Regions from separate parts of the Zea mays genome. Here region 1 is linked to region 2. Evidence: chromatin contacts called from public Hi-C data. All regions are on one chromosome and are shown on one strand. Each heading gives the region's core, a stretch centred on a gene start, on an enhancer-like site or on the middle of the called end of the contact. The rest is flanking DNA. Distances are from core to core; before and after follow the strand shown. Region 1 holds the start of LOC542631 (probable glutathione S-transferase GSTU6). Region 2 holds the start of LOC103641455.

Region 1 (2,700 bases), core at 47-2,546, 310 kb before region 2:
GAGTGTACATGGAGGTGGATCGTGGGCCAGCGTGGTCGAAGGCTAGCTGGACACGGTTCAGAAAGTGGGGAACACGTCAAAGGATGCTACTCGTGGAGGTTTAGTGGTTGAGCCCAAAACCATGCCCCTGAGGCGGTTTTTGGGTCTGGGCCTCAAAACCCGGGATGGAAGCATGCGACACGTGGTAGAATCCTGGAGGTTGCGAGAGGCGATGACGACAAGTCTAGGTAGGAAGCGGATCGTCGGATCAGAGTTATACAAGAATGCCTTAGGGTTAGCTGGTTCACTCAGTAGTTAGTAGAGTGAGCAGGGAGCTAAATGTAAAAATGTAATATGCCTCAATAAATTGGATAGGACTGCCCACTTCATAGTTGTTTTGGTTTTCCTCTATCACAGTCTCTACCCCCTCTCTAAAATAAATAGGACTCCGTATCCTCTAGCCCCAGCAAAGTCCTAAATTCATTAAGTTTCCTTGTTCTAACACTAGGATTACTGTCTACCTTTGTGATATGTTTGTTTTGTTTCATTGGTGTTATATAATTTTGTGATGAGTCGTACGGAGGCTTAGGCCTGAGAAGCGAATTAAGGCAGCCTCCGCCAGGGGTAGGACTGGAAAAAAAAACTCGAGCTCGACGAGCTGGCTCGGGCTCGCAGCAGCTCCGCTCGGCTCGAATTGGCTCGACGCTCAGAACGAGCCCGATCCGAGTCTATTTTTGTGGCTCGTGAAAAGAGCGAGCCAGCTTGGCTTGGCTCGTTGCAGCTCGCGATCTGGCTCGTGGCTCGACCAACAACAATTTATTACATAAAATCCTAATTAGCATATAATATTAGTACTGAGTACACAATTAATTTATGTTATTTGAGATTACTATACAAAATTAATCTATTTTCTATATTATATTAGTAATATATCTATTTTACTAATTTAAAATATGTTATCTAAAATATTTTTAAGATTTTATATTATAATTTAGAGAGCAAATTCACGTTTATGACTAGTCTTGTTGGTCCACGATTCAAAAACAAACTGATCCAAACCACTTTTTCAAGCTCGTTAGATAGACAGTCGAGCTCGGCTCGTTGAATGAGCGAGCCCAGCCAAGCCGAACTTGGCTCGGGGGCTACATGAACAAGCACGCATGCTCGTCCAGCAGGCTAGCACAGCCACTTGAGATCTAGAAAATCCAGATCAACATCACGTACGTCACTGGTGACGAATGGTAGGTAACCGACCAAAGCACACTACTGTCTGTACCCACACATGTGGAGCACCTTTATTTATGTTTATATACACGAAGTCGAAGCCGCAGCAGCTAGCTAGCTAGCATGGCCGGGAAAGAGCTTACGCTGCTGGGGTTATGGGCGAGCCCGTTCGTGCTCCGGGCGCGCATCGCGCTCAGCCTCAAAGGCCTCACCTACGCTTACTCCGAGGAGAACCTCGACGACAAGAGCGAGCTTCTCCTCAGCTCCAACCCCGTGCTCAAGAAGGTGCCCGTGCTCATCCACCACGGCAAGCCCGTCTGCGAGTCCCAGATCATCGTGCAGTACGTCGACGAGGCTTTCCCCGCCGCCGCACCTAATTTCCTTCCATCCGACCCCTACGACCGCGCCATTGCTCGCTTCTGGGCCTCCTACGTCGACGACAAGGTATCTACCATTTTTTTTTTGTTTTCTAGTGTACATACGGTCAGTTTCACCGATGCATTTTTTTGCTGATGGCAGTTCTACAGCGCGTGGATACCCGTGTTCAGGGGCAGGACGGCGGAGGAGATGGCGGAGGCGGCGAGGCAGGCCGTCGCGGCGCTGGAGACGCTGGAGCAGGCGTTCAGGGAGTGCTCCAAGGGGAAGGCCTTCTTCGGAGGGGACAGCGTGGGGCTCGTCGACGTCGTGCTCGGCGGCCTTGTTGGGTGGCTGTACGCCACCGAGGCCATCTGCGGGGTGAAGGCCCTCGACGCCGGCAGGACGCCGCTGCTGGCGGCGTGGGCGGAGCGGTTCTGCGCGCTGGAGGGTGTCAAGGGGCTGATCCCGGACGTGGACAGGCTTCTGGAGTATACCAAGGCCAGGCGGGCCGTATTTGGCCTGCCGCCGCTCCGTCCTTAGGCATAGTGGACATGTTTCTTTTCTTTTTTTAAAAAAAAAAATTATATGTTCTATGTTTGTTTGAAATAAAGTACTGTTATGGTGTTACACATGTATTCCAACGTCAACTCTACGTGCTGCTATTTGGTACTACTCTCGTTAATTGATGGTGTGTTACATAATTGGAACCAAGTCTGGTTTCGGTTAGAAAAGTTTGGCCTTATACACAACGGCCGAGCTCCGTAAAAATAATGCTCCGGCCACTCTATAAATATAATGATATACAATTTGTTTTTTAATTTTTTGCACTATAGAGACAGTAACATTTAAAACAATTCAGTGGAACTGTGCCAGATAGGGAAATGAATTAGATATTTGGAAATAATTACTCACAATAGAGGAGAATCACTGGCACATAGCAGCAAGCACACAGCGCTCGCCGCTTAGGTGGTCGCTGCCCATTAGCCAGGAAGGCGCTCCACCCTAGCTTAAAGAAAGGGAATCAGGTTGAGGAAGTTGTATAGTTTGGGAGGAGATGTAATGGCAGGGACGGATTTGAGTGGTGGCGCGGTGCCCGTGCAGGCCGCACGCGTCATAGCTACATGGTCGCAGGGACGCTGG
Region 2 (2,700 bases), core at 25-2,524:
AAATAAAACCCGATCCTAATCCGCTTCGATCCTTAAATCTTATAGTGCAAAAAATATAGCCCATTGTCAGCCCTAACCCTAAGCATGCCGCCAACTTTTACAAGATTAATTAATTATTGGTAGCCTTTCAGAAATAGCATTACTGCTCACAAATTAGTAGGTCTCCTATGTCCTGGTTCCTAAAGTAGTAGCTCTTAACTGGTGGTGTACACATACTTGTTTTGACTTTTAGTAAATTAGTAAATCTCTTATCTGCTGGTTCATGTCACATACAACTGCAAACATTGATGTCCAGAAATTAGAAGTACCTGGTATGCCATCAAGAGCTAGAGTCTGCACTAGAGATGCAGTCTGATTCAAGAGATGTTGTTTCATTCGCAATCAAGATATATAAAAGGTCTAGAGTTCCCATAACACAGTCAAGAACTGCACTTCGTAGAAATGATGCAATCAAGATGAGAGCAATATGAGAGGCGATTACATGGAAGCAAGAACTAGAGTTTGAAGTCTACGGAAGTTGCAGTCAATATGCCTTGTCCACGCCTCCACGGCCTTCGCGACTCAGCCGCTCACAATGCAAGAACTAGATTCACGGACCTCTACATCTTCTACTGCAGATTGATGTCGCATCGTCGTCGACCTCAATCCCTCCGTTGGAGATGCGTCGCTTCTGGGATTCATGGTTGTCGCAGTGGATGATGGTGTAGTGGCACCCGATGGAAGCACAGGTCGTCGGCTCGCCGGCACAACTCGCACGCCAAATTGATTTGATGGAGGCACCAAGGCAGGAAGATGGCGCGGGAAAATAAAAATTGTGGAGGATTGGGAGCGATGATGTTGGCGCATCTATTCACAGGTGGAAGCTCGCTTCTCGCATGCGACCCGATTGGGAACCGACATAGGAGCTCTATTTTTCTTTTCCCTCCTATAATATGGTTTAAGAAATGAATATTGAGAATTGTTGGAGTTATTTTAATCCTCTCCATTACTTTTCTCCCAAACCAATAAAATTAGGAGTGTTTGGTTTTTATAGACTAATTTTTTGGCCTTTTATTTTATTTTAGTTTCTAAATTATTAAATACAAAAACTAAAACTAGTAGTATATAATTCTATTTTAGTTTCCACATTTAATAATTTAGAGACTAATAAAATAAAATAAAATATGAGAACTAAAAATTAAGGTTAGTTTGGAAACCCTATTTTCTCAACTATTTCTATTTTTTTATTGAAAAGTAGTTCGTAAAAATGAAAATCCTTTCTGAAAATGGGGTTGACAAACGCCTTTGTGTCGTGATTTCGCTCCCCGCCTCCGCAGCGCGGTCACTCAATTTCCAAGTAAATCCAGTTCTCCCTCGTCTCCGTCGCTGGCTCGTCCCGGCCCCGCCTGTGCGCCGCGGCCCAGGAATCATGCCGAGCAAGTGGCAGGTCTGGGGCCAGCCCGACGGCAGCATCGTCTGGCTCCCCGTCTCCGACGCGCCCCCAAACCCGCCTCGGCCGGGTCCGCTTCGTCCCGCTCCTCGTCATCCGCCGCTGCCCGACGAAGCGCCAATCGAAGGTTCAATCTCCATCAACGTGTACCCGTGCATTCTCGTTCGTATCAATCATGGATGTGTTGTTAACTCCTGACCTCCTTTCCTCCGTTGTCAGAAACCCTATGCCCGGACACCGCCGGCGGATGCCGTATCTCTTCTATGGCCGACCTACTCCTTCAAGGTAGACGCCGCCTCCCCATGTACTCGCGTGTGACCTTTGTGGCTGCGGTCGTTGCTGTACTGTACTGCGTCTCTAGTCTCTGTGTGTTTGTCTGCCCTCTGCCGCTTGCGTCAGTGGCGTGGTGTGTAACTGGCCGCTGGCTGCCTGTTTTCGTTGATGGGACCCGCAGCGCGGGAGCAGCTGATTGAAGGCGATGCGATGGATGGATTGGCTCAGAGTGTCAATACGGCTGGACTGTTCTCCACCGGGTCTGGGAGGCCACTGGCTGTCAGCCAGAGAGCCGTAAGGAGGGCCAGTGCGTTGGTTGGCGAGGAAGTGGACGAGGCTACTGATAACAATAACAAGAAGAGAAGTAAGTCCTTTTGCACTTGATTGTGGTTTGGTTGAATTGCTGTACACTGTTGTATGTCTGGTAGCTTGGAAACAACGCTGCTTATTATGTTTATTTCTCTATGCCTTCAACATTGTGTTGATGGGTTTTTTGTACTGCAGAGAAACCATTTGGTTGTGATGCTGGTCTGGAGGGTGAACTGGCAAACTTACATGTTCCATTTGGAGGTTAGCCTTGTTTCTCCCTTCTCCATGCCTTGTTTTGATAATTTTGGTGGAATTCTGTGCTGTGGTACCATTTTGACATACTATAATGTGAAAAAATTAGGTGGTGTGCATAAAGATAACTTCTTCCCAATGTTCCAAAGTGGATCTGGTAAGGCAGTCTTGCTCAACAAGGACTCAATTCAGAAGGCAAGAGCTGTTCTAGAAGGTAGGAAATGATTTCATATTTCACTAGTTATGACATTTAGTTTGTATGCTGTTTTTTGCATGTTATGTACTAGGCAAACATGCCATTAACTATGAAATATATTGTTTCTAGAAAATGTTGAGAATGCAGCTGGTGCCAAACAGCCAATGTTCCATACCAGTACGGGTAGATCTGTCCTAGTCAGCAAGAGCTCAATCGATAAGGCGAGAGCTGTTTTAGGGGG

Evidence for each region. Hi-C and Micro-C count contacts between places; a contact is called where the count stands out from the background.
Region 1: a Hi-C map of ear shows a contact between it and region 2, with 2.6 times the contacts expected there. The contact joins the promoter of LOC542631 here to the promoter of LOC103641455 in region 2. A contact is called at or near these places in 3 of 25 Hi-C or Micro-C datasets (ear, leaf mesophyll and tassel).

Annotation. Positions count from the first base shown.
Region 1 is chr10:98,769,250-98,771,949 of Zm-B73-REFERENCE-NAM-5.0, reverse strand. It overlaps LOC542631 (probable glutathione S-transferase GSTU6), which reads left to right and starts at 1,296. Exons shown (of 2, transcript NM_001305881.1): 1 at 1,296-1,647; 2 at 1,723-2,195. The coding sequence starts at 1,327. The coding sequence ends at 2,100.
Region 2 is chr10:98,462,224-98,464,923 of Zm-B73-REFERENCE-NAM-5.0, reverse strand. It overlaps LOC103641455, which reads left to right and starts at 1,274. Exons shown (of 32, transcript XM_020545795.1): 1 at 1,274-1,556; 2 at 1,649-1,714; 3 at 1,884-2,066; 4 at 2,207-2,272; 5 at 2,373-2,477; 6 at 2,589-2,700. The coding sequence starts at 1,409.